Linked DNA regions of Rattus norvegicus: region 1 is linked to region 2. Evidence: chromatin contacts called from public Hi-C data. All regions are on one chromosome and are shown on one strand. The core of a region is the stretch at or near the end of the contact, and the rest is flanking DNA. Distances in the headings are between cores, read along the strand shown. Region 1 has its middle 27 kb from the start of Pald1. Region 2 overlaps Pald1 (phosphatase domain containing, paladin 1).

Region 1 (6,092 bases), core at 808-3,307, 41 kb after region 2:
ATCTTCCAAAACACCCGGTGTCCCTGTCCTCTACTGAGGAAGGGAAGCGGAGGCAGGTGGGGGGGCGGGGTGAACAGAACACGAGTCGCAGGCCACTTCAGGACACTCACCATTCTGCCTCTAGAGACCCATTTCTCCAAGACTCCAGGCCATCCATTCCCCAGTCCTCTCTTCTTTAGGAACTGCTGGAAGCCCAGAGTCTCTCCAGTGGCCTACCCAGTTCCCAAAGGCCACAGGCACACAGGGAGCCCAGACACCACATGTCTGCTGCAGAGTTGCCCTAGCTCCAGGCCAGACTGGACGCTTGTGCCACAGAAAAGTCCACAGGAAACATATAAAGATCTGGGGCTACCCCACCTCTGCCCCACCAGCCCCTGTGCTGGGATAAATCACCTAACCTTTGCCAAGCCTACTTAAGTCCTCCAGCTCCAACCCCAGGCAGCACACGGGGGAGTGCAGCGTAATTCATGGTTGTGTCTTGCTTGCTTCCTATCTGATGTGTGTGCACATCGGTGTGTGTGCACGTGAGTGTATATACATGCATGGCCAGGCGTGGAGGCTGGAGGTTGACACCAGTGTCTTCCTGAATCACTTCCTATTTGTGTTTTTTTTTTGGGAGACTGTGTCTCGCTAAACCTGGTTCTCATTCTGACCAGGGAGCCTCAGAATTCTCGGCTCCTTCTCCCCAGCACTACGCAAGACTGTGTCAGCTCTTTGGTGGGTTTTTTTTTAACTTATTTATTTATTATGTATACATCATACAGCTTTCTGTCTGCATATGTGCCTGAAGGCCAGAAGATGACCCCAGATCTCATTACAGATGGTTGTGAGCCACCATGTGGTTGCTGGGAATTGAACTCAGGACCTTTGGAAGAGCAGTCAGTGCTCTTAACCGCTGAGCCATCTCTCCAGCCCCTCTTTGGTGGGTTTTAGTGATGGAACTCACGCATGTGCTTGCATGAGACCCAACTTTACCAACTGAGCCACATATCTGACTGCTGCAGCCTCTGTGCTTTGGATGGAACCCGCACAGAAGAACCCAAATCAAAATGCCATTGGGTCCTCGTCCCCATTCAACATAACACAATCACTAGAATGAAATCCTAAAGATGGCTGTGGCACCCACTGTCTCCCTAGAACATCCTGTGAGCTAGACAGTCCCCAGCCATCTCCATACACACTGGCCTTTCGTTCTTGGACACTCTTACAGGGGAATCCTTCTCCCTACCCTGTTACATAGGAAAATAAGGCACAGAGATGTTAAGGAGGGTCACAGAGCTAGGACAGGAATACAGATCTGAGGGTCTGCTACAGTAGCCGAACAGGGGTGGAGCGGTCAGGACACGCCATGGGGGAAGCTCTCCTCCAACAAGGATGCTGCTCACTTTTTCTTTACCAAGTCCCAGACAAAGGCCTGACTGGACAATGTCGCCAAGCCAGCTGCAGTCAAGACCCTGCAGCTAGCTCCCAGGTCCCAGGCCCATCCCCATGCCATGCTGGCCACAGGAAATATGCAAAGCCTGTCTCCAAATGCCTTGCTGTGGGAGAGGCAGGGAGAGGCAGCGCTGCCCACCGGGAGGCCAGAGCCATGATTTGGGGCTATTCTTAGCGAACCACTGGCTCCCCTCCCAGAGGCCCAGCAGGCAGAAAGCCCAAGCTTCCACACGCCCTGCCTGCCACTTCCTGACCCTTTCAGAGGACCCCAGGACAAGGAGGGGCTCCGGGCAGAGAGAGAGAGGACAGAGGGGGCTGTCACTCCCAACAAAGAGATGTATGGTGTCTACATGTTCCGATTTGCCCAGGATCCCAGCCAAACACCTGGCTGCCAAAGAGACTCCGGGCCGTCCTGGTCGCAGCCCTGCGGACTGTTGGAAAGTCACTAACTTGATATGAACTGTCTTCCATTTAACCCTCCAGGGAGCTGGGGTTAAGAATGAGGTAACTGCTACAGTGACGACTGTGGAAGGTCACAAGAGCATTTGGTGTCAAGCTGTATCAGGGTCAGGGTTGGCTCCAAAGGTGCCAGGCTGGGCAGAGGCGACATGAGCACAGCCAGAATGTGGGAGACTCTGCTCTGTCCACGCCAGAGGGAGATAGCTCTCATCCCAGATACCTCCCGCTGGTATACAGAGACAAGTACCTAAGGCTCAAGGGCTTAGGGAAGTTCAGCAGGAAACTTCAGAGCCGAGCAGTGTGCGCACAGTGGCACAAAGTGGCATGAGGGTTCACAGAAGTCCTGGGGACACAAAAGGATGGCATCAAAGGCTGAAGAAGCTTCTGCTGGCGCCCCAGGCAGACACTCAGCCCAGTAACAGAGAGGGCAGGAGATTGCATGCCTTCAGACTAAAACAGACCGCCGAGCTCTCTGGGACCCTCTTAATCATCCCCAACATGGACTAGAAATACATTGGGGCTGGGGCTACTGTTGGTAGAGTGTTTGCCAACATCCATGAGGTCTGGGTTCTATCCCCAGTACCCTATAAACTGGGTGTGGTGGAGCGTGCTTGTAACCTTAGTACCCAGGAGGTAGAGACAGGAGCATCGGGAGTCTAAGGCTATCCCTTGGCTACCTAGTAAGTTCAAAGCTAGCCTGGGATACATGAGGAAGGAAGGAAGCCATACCGAGTACCTGTCCCTCCACGCTGAACAAGACGGTGTCTGGCTCAGCTGCGGTAACCACAGCAACATTCACCTGGGACTGTGTCTCAGCATCCACAGCTATCCAGACCCTAGCCTTGACTGGCAGGTGCCTCTAACCAGTATTTGTGCCCCACCCACCAGAGGCGGGGCACAACTGGCTCCACGGCTATCTAGTACTTGAGAACCATGAGACCCGGTGTCAGTTTATATGCATGTCTGTTCTGTGAGTCCACCTGTCTGCCCACTTACACACCTGCCGCCCAAGCGAACTGCAATGCCAGGAACACAAGCCTGTCTATAAGTGTCTGTGGCTGCTCTAGTCCTCTTTCACAGGCTCACAAACACCTGTCCCCTCACATGTCTACCCTCCTGGGATGCCAGCCCACCCGGTTCTGTGCCTGTTCTCAGGTAAATACGTTCAGTTCTTCCCTGTGTCTGCCCACCTGAATATGAGCTCATGCTCCACCCACATGGCGCTCCCTCCTGTGCCTGGTTAGCTCCCACTAGAACAGTGCCCAAAACCTTGGACGGAAGATACACTCCCAACTCCTCCAAAGTATCGGGAACAATAGAGAGAGACGGAGCAGAGTCCCCAATACGACAGAGCCTCAGAGTAGGGTCAGAGTAGCCCCACGCTGTCCACTCCAACACCAGTGACCGGAGCTAAGTGGGCTACCTCAGGCCTGTCTGCCCTCACAGGAAACCGCGTCTGGCCAGTGCCTCCCACCCCTCCCCTCCAGCCCCCACGATGGAGGCTCTTCAAAAGGGAAGTAAGGCTTCCTCCAGTAAGGCTAGTTCAAACGTCGGCAGCCCCAGACCTGTGCTCCATCTGACCGGAGAAAACAAATGGGTGTTTGGACTCCCCTCACCCCCAAAGCAAACAAAATATGGGAGTGGGGTGGACACACAGAAGCAGGAAGTCCTAGCCAGCCCTCCTACGCATGTTGCCCACCCCACCCCCAACTCCGCGAGATGCAAAGGGGTCCGGATTAGTAATGCTAATGAGGAGGGTGGGGTTGCCTGCACCGGGACGTTGAAACACAGCTATCTGTAAAGTCTCAGGTCACCCCAGTCAGTACCCTTGCCACACCGGTGTTTTGCAATTCCCATGAGGAGCCTCCTGGCATTTTCTTCTCCGGCTACCAGCCCAGGGCTGGTATCAAACTCTCTATCAGAGAACTGGCCCAAGTGTTTCTCTCTTGTGTTCCCTTGCAGGGCGGAGCCACATGAGGACAGAGCCTTTCCAAATCTTCCCACTTCCCACACTGTCTGTGCATGGCCCCGAGCCCACATCTCACAGGTGCTCTGACACTGGTTGTGGGCAGCCAAGGACCGGCCCTAGCTGGAAGGAGAGATACCTCAAGCTTGCCCCAACCAGGCTTTTGTTGGGTCTGATTTCCAAAACATGAGCATCCTAGCCACGACAAGAAACTGGAAGTCAGTCCCCTGAACACTACCTTTTCTAATAAGTCTATGTCTTTTTTTTGGGGGGGGGGTCCTCTGAAGCTTGATAAGAGGACAAATGGACACAGACACCGCACATCCACAGTCACATGAATGTACACAGGCTGCATGCACACCCACGCTCACACCAAGGAGACCCCGCCTCAAATGAGACCAAACCGAGCGGCGAATCAAAGCCTGTGCCTGCCAGGCCCCTGAGTTTGCTCCCTCGCCCCTGGGCCTCAAGGGCCCCTCAGATAAGTCTGGGGACCCCATGCCGGGATCGCAACCCAGCTATGTTTCCTAACTTCTTTGGAAGCCCAGCTGGCCAGGAGGGCTCTCAGGCCTGGCAATGAAGAGCGGGTGTCGCCAGTCCACGTTGTCCCCCACTCCGAGGGAAGCCAGAGTACAGGAGCTGAGTCCGGGATCGACCTGCGCACGACCCGGGCGCAGCTCCGGCTTTGAGAGAGCGTGCTGGCGCCGGCCTGGGGCAGGCCTGGGTGGCTCAGACGCCTCCTCCCAAGACCAAGGGACCCCGATCCTTCCTCGGCGCGGCCCACGCGTGCTTACCTGGCAGCCGCAGCTCCAGGGGAGCGTCGCGCTCTGCGGCCGGGGACTGCCGGCGCCGAGGCGGGCTGCGGGCACGACTCGCGCGGGCTCCAAATGGCTCCGCCCACTCTCCCAGCCCATCCGGGGGCGGAGGCAGCTCCCGCGGTGTCCAGACGGTGCAGACCCGGCCAGCCCGCGGCCACCGAGGCCAGGATCACCCCCGGAGCCCCGCCCCGAGTCCGGATTCCCCCCGCCCCACGCCCGAGCGGGCGCGGTTACTCGGTTCCCGGTCCGGCCCACCGCAGCTTCGGCCTCCGCCCACCGGGAGGGGGCGCGGACTTAAAGATACACTCACCCGGCCAGGGTCAGATAGACACAACCCTCCCACCCCCACCCTCCAACTCAGTCGCGGCTCCCGGAGGGCCGGGTTCCGGGCCAGCTTCCTGCGTCCGCTCGCCCTGCGCCCGGAGGAAAACTCGTGGATAGAGGGACCTGCGGGAGAAGCAAGTTCCCCTTCCCTTGTCTGCTAGGCTACTTCTGGAAAATACCCTAGGAGGACTTCCAGCCTCCTTGGCTGGAGAAAAACGCCACACCCCCTCCCCTACTCCAGGGCCACTGTAAATCTGTAGCCCCGGGCTTCCCTTTTCTGCTTCTGCAGATCCAGCGGAATATCTGGACTCCAGAAACAGGATTGATTTCTCCTGTGCCACTTGAGCTTAGGTAGAGACGGTCTGCAGCCTCCGGACTTCAGCCTCTCCAGGTAGATGTCCATGGATGAGCCCCTTAAAGAGCAGGTGGTCAGCTCGATGTTTGGCCTAGGAAAGCTGCAACTCTCTGTCTTTTTAAGGAGAGCGGCCCATCCTGGAGAGATAGCTCAGCGGTTAAAAGCATTGACTGCTCTTCCAGAGGTCAATTCCCAGCAACCACATGGTAGCTCACACTGATTCCCTCTTCTAGTGGGTCTGAAGACAGCTACAGTGTACTTATATATGATAAATAAATCTTAATAAATTTTTTTAAAAAAGAGGAGCGACCCTACTACCCCTACCCAACACCTCCAGTGGTGGGCTCTCAGGAGCTCTGGATCCAGGATCTGGGCAGGCTTGTTTGAGGAGTCACTGAGCTAGGGACCTGAGACCCAAGTACAGTGTGTGGCATGTTGTCAGGATCTATCCTTGGGCACAGTGGTCCTCCTCACTCCTTTGTCACAGCTCCATGTCCCATCCAATCAAGTTCCAAATGGGTCCCCTGCAGGCCTGAGGACAGGTTTCACTCAGAGCATGCATAGCCAGGCACGTGCAAACACATGATATAGAATGCACACATACACAAACCAGAACATGTACATACACAAACATGCACTGCTCAGAAGAAACTAGATCCCTGACTGTGGGATCCCTGACTAAGGACAGAGCTTGGAGGGTCAGAGCATGTGTGACCTGTCTCTGGTCCCCAGCATA
Region 2 (5,897 bases), core at 618-3,117:
GACAACTTTAATCTTAGTATTCGGGAGGCAAAGGCAGGCAAATCTCTGAGTTCAAGGCCAGCCTGGTCTACAGAGTGAATTACAGGACAGTGAGAACTACAAAGAGAAATACTGTGTGTGTGTGGGGGGGGGGGGGGGTTTAAAACAGTGAGTATCAAGTACTAAACCTATGAGCTGTCACTTCTGTCTGTCACGGTCACAGTTTAGTGAAACCATAAGGGAGCTCTCAGTCTTCTACATTAACCGTGGGTCTGGGAGAGCCAGGCTCCTACAACAGAAGGAAGACATGGTGCTGACAAGGAGAACCAGGGAGACAACAGGAGAACCGGGGAGAGCCAGAGACAATGGGAGAGCCAGAGAGATCATGCTAGTAAACCACCGACAGGTTTGAAATGCTCAGCACATATTAAAAGCCTAGGCGAGGTTCCTTACAAAGATTCGTCTTACTCCTTATTTTGTTACTGTTGGACAAGCATTTTACTGACCCAGCTATCTCACTGCCCCACTCACCCCCAGCTTTTTTGAGACATCTTATATGCCCCAGGCAGTCCTCCAACTCCCTAGGTAGTAGAGAATGACCTTGAACTCCATCCTCCTGCCTCTCCCACCCAAACAGTGGATCTCAGGTTTGAGCCACCATTCCTACTCAGGGTGCTCAATGCTGGGCTTGAGCCCAGGGCTCTGTGTGTGTGCAACAGAACCGAGCCACCCACACGCCTCTGCCTTGTTTTTTTCTTCTTATCCATTACAGCGGTAGGGATCCCGTCCAGGGCCTTAAACATACCAGGCAAACACTCCCCCACTGGGCTACACTCATTCATTTATTTATTTGAAACAAGATTCACTGTGTAGCCCTCTCTGGCCTGAAAGTTACAATGTAGATCAGGCTGGCCTAGAATTTGATTTCTGTTAGCATATTTCCATCATGCTAAATAAAGAAAAAGAAGGGTGATCATCAACCATAAAAGGAAAAAGGGGCGTGGAAAGAGGAGCGTGTCTAGGGACCCAGAGGCCCCGCGTGATTGGCAGCCTTGACCTCTCAGTCAGCAAACAGGAGTGCCAGGAGGGCAAGTGGCAAGCATGTGGCACAGGTGACCAGAAACTGTGAAGACAGCCACTGCTCAGCTAAAGGCCACATGTGCAGAGGTGTCACGGGTCTGAGATGTCACATGATGGGTGGCAGGTACAGGAGACAGAGGACTGGATCTGAATGTTAATGGCCTGCCCAGATAGAGCCCCTGGGCTTAAGCAGGGGGACCGGCAGATCAGAGTAGCTTGCAGGACTCCATAGAGCACCAACCACGGCTGAGTCTCAAGCCACGATAAGGTGGTTATCATCGATACTGAGATAATCCAGTCTGGTAGGAAAGGGTCCAGACCCCATCTACTATGGCAGAGGCTCAAGAGTCAAGCTGTTTTGAGCCACAGTTTACCCACCCGGGAAGCAGACAGCCAGCCCTACCCCATCAAGCTGCCATCAGGATCCAAGAATTCTGATCTGCCCAGCATTCCCAGGGCACCAGCGGGGTGAGGGGGTTTGGGGGTAGGAAGGCCAGGGGAGGGGAGGGAGGAGGTGTACCCACCTGAAATTCGCCCTTGGTGAACTTGGCGTCAGGCACACTCACTAGCTCCTCCTCGCCCACCTCGGGGCAGCCCTGAGGGATGACAGAACTGAGATGGAACTTTTCCCTATTCTACTTCCTCCCCCACACTCCCACACCCCCACACCCAGAACCCCCACTGAGGGTTGGCCAAGATGGATGGAAAAGGATCTCCTCAATGACATCAGACATGACCTCTGCCCCTCTACACTCACCATAGCCAGTACCCACCCCTGCCGGGAATGACCTCTGACCTCATGCAGAAGGCCACACCTACCCTGATGTGCCAGCAGGCCAGCACGGCCACCACCATGGCAGTTGTGGTCCGACCCTGGCCACTGAGGCAGCTGAAGACCACGCCTGTGCCTGGGTCCTTCGTGAGGGCAGCTTGCAGGGCCTCAAGCAGCCGGTCAAAGTCCTGGGGTGATGAGACCACAGTCTGAATCCAGGAGTGCCACTGGCTGATCAAACTCACAGTGGGGACCAAATGGCAACCCCAGATTTCTGTCCCCTCATGCCTCATCGTGTACACGACCTAGTTCATGCGCGTGCACAGTTCACTAGATTACGTACAAGACCATGCATGTGCGAACAGCCGTGTTCTTGTGTACACCCATAACTGTCTCTATCCCAGGCACCCAGGATCAGTCATATAAGCAGATACCACACACTTCTGGGACTCGGTATGCCAACCTTCATGCACATCTAAGTTTTCCAGTCTGGGGCTGTGTCCTTGCCTGAACAGCCACCAGGGGGCAGCACTCCACTGGCTATGAGCCCACAGAGAGCCATGCAAAAGGCACCAGCCCTGACAACTATGGTAGTGACCAAGTCACAGATACCAAGCACACACAGCCCACAGATACACCAGCAAGACCCCAAAAGTCAAACCACACAGACGGCTGTGAATATACAGCTGTCACAGACCTACAAGGGCCGCATGAACACCCCCTCAATCACACAGGGTTTTCTCCATGCTCACCCCTGGCTCTGTGGATGTAACATTTACACGTAGCCCACGAACACAAGACAGATGCCATGAACCCCAATGGGAACTACACCCACATCACCATGGCACTGTGCATCATATGTTTCTCCAACAACCATATGAGCACACGCCCTCCCCGGTGACATATGGTGCACATGCAACATATGACACACAGACTGGCCCCACAACCCAAGCCTATGAAGATAGAATACACATGACCAGGCCTGTGCTCGTGCACATAAGCACACATACATAGAAGGGATGGGAAAGTGCTTCCGAGGCCTCATATGAACCCCATTAGACAATCCCCTTGCCCCGTTATGGAGCTGAGCGGCTTTTCCCAGGCCAGAGAAGAGAAAGAGAGATCTGGTGCCCAGAGACCTGGCCCCTCACCTCCTCCCGAGGGGCGCAGAAGTCTGGCACAGGAATGCGGCAGTAGGTAAGGCCAAGGCAGGCCCCCTGGTGCTGGCTGAAGACCTCTTGTGTGGTCAGGCACTTCTGGAACCTGGGGGTGGTAGGGCTCTTGGTGTTGGGGACAGGAGCACTCAGGTAGGCTTTCAGCTGGGCCTCCAAATCCTAGGTAAGAGCAGGACAGAGGGCAGAGGCCATTGAAACAGGACTGAGAGACAGGAGCCTGGCACAGCCCCAGCCTCAGGTCAGAATCACACCCCAGAGGCAGAAAAGCCACAGGAGTATGGGGACATGGGGACAGTCATGCCCTCCTAAGCCTCAGCGCCTCCTCCATCCATACGACAGGAACACAGGGCCTTCTGGATCTCTCCCTTGGCTTCCTTCACCCCTAAGTGCCTCCCATGCAGACCATGCAAAAGGCCGGAGACCTTACCTCCAGCTGCTTGGGGGCCAGGGTTGGTCCGGGGAGCCACAGGCTGTGTGTGTGACCGTCACAGTCCAGCACAACCTCCTCCCTCAGGTTGATCCAGACCACCTGCCGTAGCTTCCTCTTGGCATCAGACAGGTAGGCCAGGATGTTGCCTAGGGCCTGGGGGGGACGAGGGGCCGTCAGGGTCAGGGCTCTCCTTTCCCTACCCCCAACGTTTGAACTCCGGGCCTGAGAGCGGGCACCTTGGCGCTGGGCTGGGCGGTGCCATAGATAGGCATCCGAGGCACACGCCGGAAGTTGGCTACATCCATTTCTCTGACAGTGCTGAGCGCATCCAGGGAAACAAGATCATCTGCTTCCTGTAGGGAGGAGGACACCATATCTAAAGCCTATGATCACCCGTCATATACGGTGATGGGGATCTTAACCCATCGGGTCTCCGTGGGAAGGGTGGGGTTAGGGTGGGGAGAAACGGTGTCCTGCTGGGTATAGGGCATACAAGGCACACACTTCAGCCTTATCGATGCTCTGGCAAGGATGTGGTGCACACCCTCCAGAGAGGGTGCTCAGATGTCCTACTGTCTAGTCTGACTCTGTGGCAAAACTCTGGGCTTTGAGACTGAGGAGAAGGTACCAGGACAGCAGCCAGAGCACAGCATATCCCGCTCACACGAGAAGTCTGCCGCCCCCCTGACAATACTTCCCCAGCCCTGTGGGAATCTAGAACTCCGTGGGGCCAGGGGCCAACCAACCCAGCCACTCCACAAATGCCCAGCTACTCACCAGGGAGCCCTGGGCGATGAGGTCCCCAGGGACCAAAGGCCCCACTGAATTCAGCACCACCGGCAGACGGTACAGCTCAGGATGCGTACACAGCCATCGACTGAAACTGAGGGCAAAGGCCAGGGGGTACTGCAGCCCGAGGCCAAGAGAGACGGGGCATTGAGGAGTGTGGGCCCATTCTGAGCCCTCCCTGCCTAGCCCCAAAAGGTATCATTGTGACCCAGGGGAGAATGGGTGGGAGAGGGAGGAACAGGATGTATTCTGCCCCAACCAAGATACAAAGCCTAGGTCTGGGTTGGGAGGGGAGAGGGGAAACGGGAGGCGGGGCAGAAACAACACTCACCTAGACCTGTTCTTGGCCCTCCCAACCTCTCTCAGGGACTAACACACACAATCTCACTCTATTCCCTGTTCCATGGGGTCCCTGTGGCTGGGGTAAGAGGGGTCCCCACCTGCTCATGCAGATAGTAGTTAAACAGGATCAGATAGAAGTACAGCTCCAGGCTCCACAGCGCCCTCTGTTGGACAGAATGCTGACTACCACATTCCTGAGGACAGGGCAGGGAAAGGGAGAAAGAAACAGGGTGTTAAACATGGCATGCCCCAAGCCTTTTCTAGAAGCATAGAGAGCTCCAGAAGTCACTCTCTCTAGCTCTGAAACAGTTCTGCCAGTCTGAAGTCCTTCCATGTGTCTATCCCACTTGCTCATGCATAATATGGAACCCTGTGGTGACCACAGTGGGCTTGAGTGGCCCTAGTGCAGATGCTGCCTCTCCAGGCCAGCTCCCAGCCCTGGGACAGGGGACAGGAGTGGGGAGAAAACAGGACAGCTACCCCCTCGTCTTGTTCCATTTCTTCTGTGTTGAATCTTTACTTTGTTTGTTGAAACAGGGCTTCTCTGTTTAGCTCTGCCTGTCCTGGAACTAGCTCTGTAGACCAGGCTAGCCTTGAACTCACAGAGATCCGCCTGCCTCTGCCTCTCTAGTGTCTAGTGCTGGGATTAAAGGTGTGTGCCAATACCCCCGGGTTCCTTTCTCTTTCTTGAGAGAGACCCTCCTTTAAGATCCAGGAACACATACACACACATGCACACGCGCGCACACACACACACACACATACACACACACACACACACACACACACACACACACACACGCACGCACGCACAGATGATATTCCAGGGGACTATTACTACGTCTAATTCACAGAGAGAAATTAGATAGCAAGCAATAGAATTCCCCCTCTCTCAACCCTAGCCCAGCCTCCTCGGGGCAGTGGAGTATCAGAAAGAGCCCATGCCCCACCCCTTGACCCTCAAGTGTCACAGTTCTCCAGCCAGGTCAGCAACCTAGATGGCAAGTGAGATCTGAATTGAACTGGCCCAAGAGAAGGGTCAGAGCCTACGGTAAAGCTGGGCCCCACCCTGCCCCCACCTTTGGGACTCTGCCCCCAGGGGCTGCAAAGCCAGGAAGTGAGCATGCTGGGGGTGGGGGTGGGGCACAGTCTCAGTCACGCCCCTCTGCGTTGCCATGGCAGCACTGCCAATGACACATGATCCAACCACAAGTGTGAGCCCTGGACCCTGAGCCAAGCTCTGATGGCCTCTGACTGGCGAAGACTAAGGGATAACCCTGGGCCTTGATGACTCTGCGGGCTGCAGATGCAAGAGAAGATTCCGGATAAG

The links. Hi-C and Micro-C count contacts between places; a contact is called where the count stands out from the background.
Region 1: a contact with region 2 is called in a Hi-C map of psoas muscle, with 2.6 times the contacts expected there. The contact joins two enhancer-like sites. A contact is called at or near these places in 4 of 12 Hi-C or Micro-C datasets (the Rat2 cell line, Schwann cells, hepatocytes and 1 more).

What each region holds. Positions count from the first base shown.
Region 1 is chr20:29,872,809-29,878,900 of GRCr8, forward strand. It overlaps a transcript of Pald1 not described here. Among named protein-coding and RNA genes, the nearest start is that of Pald1, 27 kb to the left of the region's middle. Within about 2 kb of position 2,058, at least 20 of the 93 cell types and tissues checked have an H3K27ac peak or open chromatin away from gene starts, as enhancers often do.
Region 2 is chr20:29,832,189-29,838,085 of GRCr8, forward strand. Pald1 (phosphatase domain containing, paladin 1) reads right to left here. Exons shown (of 19, transcript NM_001034128.2): 10 at 4,666-4,761; 11 at 4,214-4,342; 12 at 3,673-3,789; 13 at 3,434-3,589; 14 at 2,983-3,165; 15 at 1,879-2,019; 16 at 1,584-1,655. Among named protein-coding and RNA genes, the nearest start is that of Pald1, 14 kb to the right of the region's middle. Within about 2 kb of position 1,868, at least 3 of the 93 cell types and tissues checked have an H3K27ac peak or open chromatin away from gene starts, as enhancers often do.